2 separate regions of the Arabidopsis thaliana genome follow, and region 2 is linked to region 1. A link is a contact called in public ChIA-PET data. All regions are on one chromosome and are shown on one strand. The core of a region is the stretch at or near the end of the contact, and the rest is flanking DNA. Distances in the headings are between cores, read along the strand shown. Region 1 holds the start of PRH75 (DEAD box RNA helicase (PRH75)). Region 2 holds the start of AT5G62300 (Ribosomal protein S10p/S20e family protein).

Region 1 (3,707 bases), core at 508-3,007:
AATTTGTTTGAATTTGACCCGGTCTAATCCGGTTTATCCTCAACTGGTTCGAGACTTTATCTTCTCAATTACTCTTTCGTTTTCTCTTCGCTTGTGTATCTGCGAGCGATTTCTCGAAGCACGAAAATGGCGTCCGTACGACTCTTCTTCACTTTAATCTCCTTCGTCTTCATTATATCCACCTCTGTTTACGAATCAAAAGTATTGGATCCTCCTCACGTCGCTGAATCATTCAACGTTAGCCTCATCCAGGTTCGTCTCTCTTTCCCCGTTTGAACTTTCCTTCATCGTCTTTGGGTAGAAACTTTTCCCGAGAAACTTATGATTTTCCTTGTATGCGTGTAAATTTATATCTATGATGCAGAAATTGGGGAATACTTGTGCTTACACAGTGATCATCTCGACGAGCTGTTCGTCGACTAGGTACACGCGCGATCAGATCAGCGTCGCTTTCGGCGATGGCTATGGTAACCAGGTTAGATTTCTTCGCTGAGTGAGATTTTGATTTCTTCAGAACATTTGATTTTGATTTGGTAACACTTTGGTTTATCGATTATGCTTAGGGTTCCAATTGAATGTTTCATTCCAAAATACACATCTGTTTTCGCACATATCTGATTCTTCGTAATTGAGCTTTGTTACAATGGACTTTCTCAGATTTTGAGCTCATCTTTGGTTTCATTAGATTTTTAGTATGTTCAGGTCCAGTTCTAGTTAGCTACTGAATATGCATAACATTGTCACTCCTATGGAAGAATTCTAGCTACCAAAAGTTTGCAAATGCTTAGCTCTGGTTGCTCTGGTTGATCTGAACATTTGAGTTTTAGAGAAATATACACATCTTTGGAATAGATGAAAGTTTCAATGGATTGGTTTTGATTGTAACTAGTGTCTAATCTGTTCATGCATCTATCACTAATAAACTAATAAACTGTAAGGATGTTCGCTTCGGTTCGATGTTCAATGAAATTTCGCTGCTCAAGTTTTGTTTATTTGAATCAGATATACGCACCAAGGCTTGATGATCCATCTACAAAAACGTTTGAGCAATGTTCATCAGATACATTTCAGATAAACGGACCATGTACATACCAGATATGCTATGTATATCTCTACAGGTCTGGTCCAGATGGTTGGATCCCAAACACTGTAAAGATATATAGCCATGGCTCTAAAGCGGTCACCTTCCCATATAACACATATGTTCCTGAGAGTGTATGGTATGGTTTCAATTACTGCAACAGCGCCTCAGATTCTAATGTCCTTGCCATTGGTCTCAGAAGGAGCGTGATCATACTCCTAGGTTTTGTTGTCGCCGGTACCACATTGCTCTTGTAAGCTGTTATGTTTCCGGTTTTGTATAAACATATTAGGACTTGTGAAGAATAAATGTGTACCGTTTTGGGGAAATGGGTCTCAGAACTGTATTAAGTATTAACCATAAATCTATGATGAAGTTACTTACTCCTAATTACAGAGTCTGTAAATCTTATGAGCAGTGTGTATCCATTTTAGAAATTTGTGACAGTTCATCAACTATATATGTGATAGAAAACGAATTGATTATGTTTGAGCTTTGGTTTTATCATATCGTCGAAAAATGAAGAAAGTTACTATTTTAATAGAAAAGCCAACAAAGAAGATATTTTTGAGTCTTTGATTAAAAAAAGGAAAGATAGATATTTTTGAGTGTTTGACCTAGAAACGACACGCATTCTCTTATCAGAATAAATAAACGGCAGATTAGAGATTGCACATTAGAGTAAATTAGGGTTTCTCTAAAATCTCAAAACTATATAAAAAGAGAGGTAAACCCTAGCAATTGTCGTCCTCTTTTGTCGTCTCTCCCTGCTTTCGCACTTCATAGCCTCAATCTCTCAACAAGCAGAAGAGATTCGATTCTCCATTATCTTCCTTCTAAATGCCTTCCCTAATGTTATCTGATAAGAAAGAGGAGAAGAAGATGAAGAAGAAGATGGCTTTGGATACCCCAGAGCTTGATTCTAAGAAGGGGAAGAAGGAGCAGAAGCTGAAACTATCTGATTCGGATGAAGAAGAGTCGGAGAAGAAGAAGAGTAAGAAGAAGGATAAGAAGCGTAAGGCTTCCGAGGAGGAGGATGAAGTGAAGAGCGATTCAAGCTCGGAGAAGAAGAAGAGCAGCAAGAAGGTTAAGTTGGGCGTTGAGGATGTTGAAGTTGATAACCCTAATGCTGTTTCTAAGTTTCGGATTTCTGCGCCTTTGAGGGAGAAGCTTAAGGCGAATGGTATTGAAGCTCTTTTCCCGATTCAGGCTTCCACGTTTGATATGGTTCTCGATGGTGCTGATTTAGTTGGACGGGCTCGTACTGGTCAGGTATTGGTTTGATTTTGAAATTTGGGTTTTGCTTATTATGCGTTTGTCTCTGTATGAATTTGTCAAGTTTGAGGCTTTTGGATATTTATGTGGAAGGCTTGTTATTAGGGATGCCTAATTTGCTATTTAATTGTTATTTTGTGAGACTTAGAGACTCGGTATTGTGAATCTCCTGCTTATGTGGACTTTAGAGTGAATTTTTCAAAGTTAGGGGTCTTTGCTGATCATATGTGGTGTGGTGCAGGGTAAAACATTGGCTTTTGTGTTGCCTATATTGGAATCTTTGGTTAATGGACCTGCCAAAAGCAAAAGGAAGATGGGATATGGCAGGTCACCAAGTGTTTTGGTCCTTTTACCGACCAGAGAATTGGCCAAGCAGGTAATGATTCTCAGCATGTTATTAAGAGATTTGGTGCAAAATCTTTTTTGGTACTCTAGGTTTTACTTATGGTATGGTTTTCTTTGATAGGTGGCTGCTGACTTTGATGCATATGGAGGATCACTTGGGTTAAGTTCATGTTGTCTCTATGGAGGTGATAGCTATCCAGTTCAGGAGGGTAAATTAAAGAGAGGTGTTGACATTGTAGTTGGAACCCCTGGTCGTATTAAGGTACGTCTCTCTCCCTCCCTCTCTCTCTTTCTCTTTTCTAAACATTAATTTTTAATATTGGCTTCCCTGGATTCAGATCATCATTTTTGTTTATTTGACCTTGTAATTGACTTTCATTCCAGGATCATATTGAAAGACAAAACCTTGATTTCAGCTATTTACAATTCCGTGTTCTTGATGAAGCTGATGAAATGTTGAGGATGGGATTTGTTGAGGATGTTGAACTTATTTTAGGTATGTCGTGGTTTTGGTTTTTTTTCCTAATATGAAACAGCTTACTCTTTGTATCTTATATGTTCTTTCTATAACTTCAGGGAAAGTGGAGGATTCTACTAAAGTCCAGACTCTTCTCTTCAGTGCTACTTTGCCATCATGGGTGAAAAATGTGCGTCCCTTTCAAATATTTGTGGCTATTTTTAATGTTTTAAGCTTTATAGTTTGCTGCTATGTTCATTTTCTCTCTATTTGTTGTTGAGACCTTTTCGCTTGCTTCTACTAGATCTCTAACAGGTTTCTTAAAAGAGACCAGAAGACTATTGATCTTGTTGGTAATGATAAAATGAAGGCCAGTAATAGTGTTCGACACATTGCTATTCCTTGTAATAAGGCAGCCATGGCTCGGTTGATTCCTGATATTATCAGTTGCTATAGCAGGTATCCTTTAGTACTACATTTTCTAACCAATATTTATACTTCAATTATTTTTGTCTTATCCAATTTTTGTTTTCACTATCTAGTGGAGGC
Region 2 (3,707 bases), core at 808-3,307, 39 kb before region 1:
CTGTTTCAGTCCTCCCATGGGTAGCTCCTGACGTTTATCATCAAGCTTCTGAACAATACCTTCACATTTCAACCAAAACTCACTAGCTGGCATGGTTGCACATTGCCGAGCCTCAACTAACAAATCCTCTAGACCCACTCTTAATTCTTTGTTAGATTCTGGTGTGCTCTCTAGAGTTGTCACTAAATAGCCAGCAAAAACTCCTAAATCAGCATCAACATCTTCCTTTTGCTTATCAAACTTCGTTCTGATCGCCGCCATAATCTCCTGTAAAACGTTCCACAGATTGCATCAACCAAATGAGCAGAACTTATCAGAGGTGAGAAGAAGCATCAACCAACACTAACCTCCATGTGACCAACTGCGCGAGATCTCCACACGGGAAAAGGTCGCACACCTTTAGAATTAAGTTCATGAGAGAAGCTCTTAATGTCATGAGCTTTCTTCTTCCTTCCACTTGTGACACGCAATATCGCCTGAAAACGTGGAGATTGTGTTTCCTTGGCAAGACCTACATGAGTACTCTGCATTCACAAGAACAACAAAAAAAACGAATCAGCAATATAAAATTTTCCAAGAATTTGAAAAACAAACATAGAAGAAGACATTCACCTCTACCCCTGGATTTGAATTTGCAGGCACTCGTTGAGATTTTGATTGACTCCACTGAACTTTTTTCCCTAAAAGACAAAACAACAAACACCTCCTGATCATTAAGATCCTCTGAATCATCATCATCTAAGTTGAATTTTCGAATTCATAAATCCTAAATCGAATCAACGAGAAATCTACCTTGATCGGGTTGATGTGGAGGAATCGGCCATCTGGCACGAGCATCAGCACGAGCATCAACAACACCAACCCTCGGTTTCTCCTTGGCGACGTCTTTATCATCTTGACCCGGAGATATCAAAGGCGTGGCAGATGAAAATCTCAAAGGAGACGGCGCAGGAGACGATTTCGTTCTGATATGATTCAAACCTAAGGAAGAAGGAGCAAGAATTTCCGGCGAATCGTGACTCATCGGACCTTCCCCAGCTAATTCCGTAGTAACCTCGTCCGTCTTCGCTTGTTCATCTTCTCCTTCCTTATCCGAATGGCGGAAAGGAATCGCAGGGATCTTCTTCAGAAGCTTCGCATTGGTGGAAGTCGGAGTAGATATGGTGGTCGGTTGTGGATCCCGATCATTCTCAGGCGACGGTTCCGTCGTAGACATTTGTTATTAATAGAAAAATTTGTGGAGAATTATTTGAATTTTCATATTTACACTCTTTTAATTTTTGTTTGTTTGTTTGTTTTGTGATTTTATCAAAACATAACGATTACAGAGAAGCGGTTGCGAGAGAGAGAGAGAGAGACTGAGGTTTTCGCGGGAAGTGGGGGACTCCGTTTTTACTACTTGATGCAAAAATTGGCTCATTCGCCATTTTTTTTGTTCTTCTTGCAGATAAATAAATTTGACTATTTACATCTAAATTTTATGGTAATTTGTTATCTTTAATTCAATATGACTATAGTTATAGTATGATACTTCTATTTGATGTTAACTTAATATCTTTAAATTATAAAGATTTGCTGTCAACAAAAAATAATTCTAAATTAGTTCCAAATTCAAAAGTCAGACAGAGATTTTATTATGGTTGTGATTTGTGATTATTCGTTGTATTCTTATATCCATAGTGCTAAAGTTATAATTTCTGACTTTATTATTCTTACAACACCTTAAGTTATTAATGAATGGTGATATTTTATGATTTGTATAGTTCTTAAAGAATAATCATGTGGGAGAGTGTCCATATCGAAACTACGTGCTTCCAACAAATGCATGTCTTCCCCATTTTCTAGAAATAACAAAGAACTTAATTTTTTTTTGTTTAATTTTAAAAAATAGCCGTTCGTGATGTTTTCTCTGGGTTGACTAAAAAACACGGTACCAAGATATTTTTGGTTAAAACTTCTAAAAAATATTAATTTGTTTTTTATAATAACACGTTTATTCATTACAAAAATTTATGTAATTAAATCAAACATGGTTTGTATTTTTTAATAAAATGAATTGTTTTCCAAGTAATTGGGTCAAAACACAAAAGAAAAATACAGAGCAAATATTTTTGTAGTTATTGGGCTGAATATTGTTTGGGCCCAACAAGTCCATATAAATTAGGGTTTTCATATTAAATCAACCGTCTCTTAGGTTAAATCATTCGACTCCTTCCTTCCTTGCAGCAAAAAGCAATCCGCCGTCGAGCTTCGTTCGTCTCTCAGGTTCTCTTCACTTGATCCAAGTTTTAATATTTTTCATGTTTACATGAGTTTATCGGATCATTTGTTAATGTGATGGATTGGTTGGTGTGTTTGTGATTGTTTTCAGAAGAAGCTGCAAATATGGCGACAGCGTATCAACCAATGAAACCAGGGAAGGCTGGTTTGGAAGAGCCACTCGAGCAGATTCACAAGATCAGAATTACTCTCTCCTCCAAGAATGTCAAGAACTTGGAAAAAGGTCTTTCTTTTTTATCCTTTTATTTTGATTATCTTATCATTTCGCTTCAGCAATTTAGTTTTGAGCTGCTTTCAAAACCGTAAAGAATGTTTGAGGATTCAATGTTTTCCTAGTTTTAGTGAATTTTGAAGGTTTAGTTTTTTCAGTAGAAGATGATAGATTTATTGACTTCGATTTGCTTCAGTGATGATTCGAATGGTTTGAGAGTGGACATTTTGATACTGATTTATTGTTATTGTTCTGTTTCTACAAAATGATATGTAGTGTGTACTGATTTGGTTCGTGGAGCTAAGGACAAGAGACTGAGAGTTAAGGGTCCAGTCAGAATGCCCACCAAGGTTCTCAAGATCACTACCCGTAAAGCTCCTTGTGGTGAAGGTATGATGATTATGCTCATCTCATCTTTTATATTGCCTTCAGAATCACTAGAGCTTGTTGTTGGAACCACTCCCTTAGTTCATTTGCTCTATTAAACCTAGGATTTAGGTCTTAGAATTTGTGATTGTGCTCAATACTGTTTTATACTCTGTCACTGCAAGTGTCTTCACATTTGCTGAAACTCTCTTAACTATTGGTATTGTAAACAGGAACCAACACATGGGACAGATTCGAGCTTAGGGTACACAAGCGAGTTATAGATCTTTTCAGCTCTCCTGATGTGGTCAAGCAGATCACCTCCATCACCATTGAACCTGGTGTTGAAGTTGAGGTCACCATCGCTGACTCGTAGATCAACCCTTCTGTGGCTTTGGTATCTCTTTTCAAATTCTCTTAAGAAACAATCTTCTTTTCCCGTAACGACATTCCTTTTGAGTTAAAAAAAAAACAAATGTTTTGTTGTAGTGAAACCCAAGTTCTTATGTTTTCTTAATTTAATAGATTTTGAATTTTTTAATTAGAAGTTCGTCCTTTATTCTTAACTTGAGATCTTTTGACCCTCTCGATGACATAACTCTGTATGAAGTTACCAACTTGCTATCTCATTTCAAATTGAGAGATCTATTACGAGAAAGATTAAAGTTTAATCAGCCATAAATTGAAAAGCTAAGTATCACGAACATAATACTTTATCGTTGAACATAATACAACTCTTTCATCGTTAAAATAACACAACTACTATGTTTTCGAGTACAATTGTGAAGAGTCTAGTGATCTTTGGTCTCACTTTCATGAACCATCTCTTCAGCATCCTCAAACCTCTGAT

Evidence for each region. ChIA-PET counts read pairs in DNA pulled down with a chosen protein or histone mark.
Region 2: an H3K4me3 ChIA-PET map of shoot shows a contact between it and region 1, with 10 read pairs. The contact joins the promoter of AT5G62300 here to the promoter of PRH75 in region 1. A contact is called at or near these places in 3 of 26 Hi-C or Micro-C datasets (leaf, root and rosette leaf) and 1 of 2 datasets of contacts at active chromatin or transcription factors (shoot).

The regions. Positions count from the first base shown.
Region 1 is chr5:24,982,094-24,985,800 of TAIR10.1, reverse strand. It overlaps PRH75 (DEAD box RNA helicase (PRH75)), which reads left to right and starts at 1,757. Exons shown (of 13, transcript NM_125613.3): 1 at 1,757-2,353; 2 at 2,598-2,732; 3 at 2,823-2,963; 4 at 3,086-3,197; 5 at 3,278-3,348; 6 at 3,463-3,617; 7 at 3,701-3,707. The coding sequence starts at 1,922. It overlaps AT5G62200 (Embryo-specific protein 3, (ATS3)), which reads left to right. Exons shown (of 3, transcript NM_125614.4): 1 at 1-252; 2 at 365-475; 3 at 1,003-1,753. The coding sequence starts at 127. The coding sequence ends at 1,338.
Region 2 is chr5:25,020,914-25,024,620 of TAIR10.1, reverse strand. It overlaps AT5G62300 (Ribosomal protein S10p/S20e family protein), which reads left to right and starts at 2,057. Exons shown (of 4, transcript NM_125624.4): 1 at 2,057-2,265; 2 at 2,372-2,503; 3 at 2,768-2,881; 4 at 3,091-3,421. The coding sequence starts at 2,386. The coding sequence ends at 3,233. IRE (AGC (cAMP-dependent, cGMP-dependent and protein kinase C) kinase family protein) reads right to left here and starts at 1,466. Exons shown (of 17, transcript NM_125625.3): 1 at 793-1,466; 2 at 613-680; 3 at 348-524; 4 at 1-267. The coding sequence starts at 1,216. AT5G62290 (nucleotide-sensitive chloride conductance regulator (ICln) family protein) reads right to left here. Exons shown (of 7, transcript NM_125623.3): 7 at 3,490-3,707. The coding sequence ends at 3,649.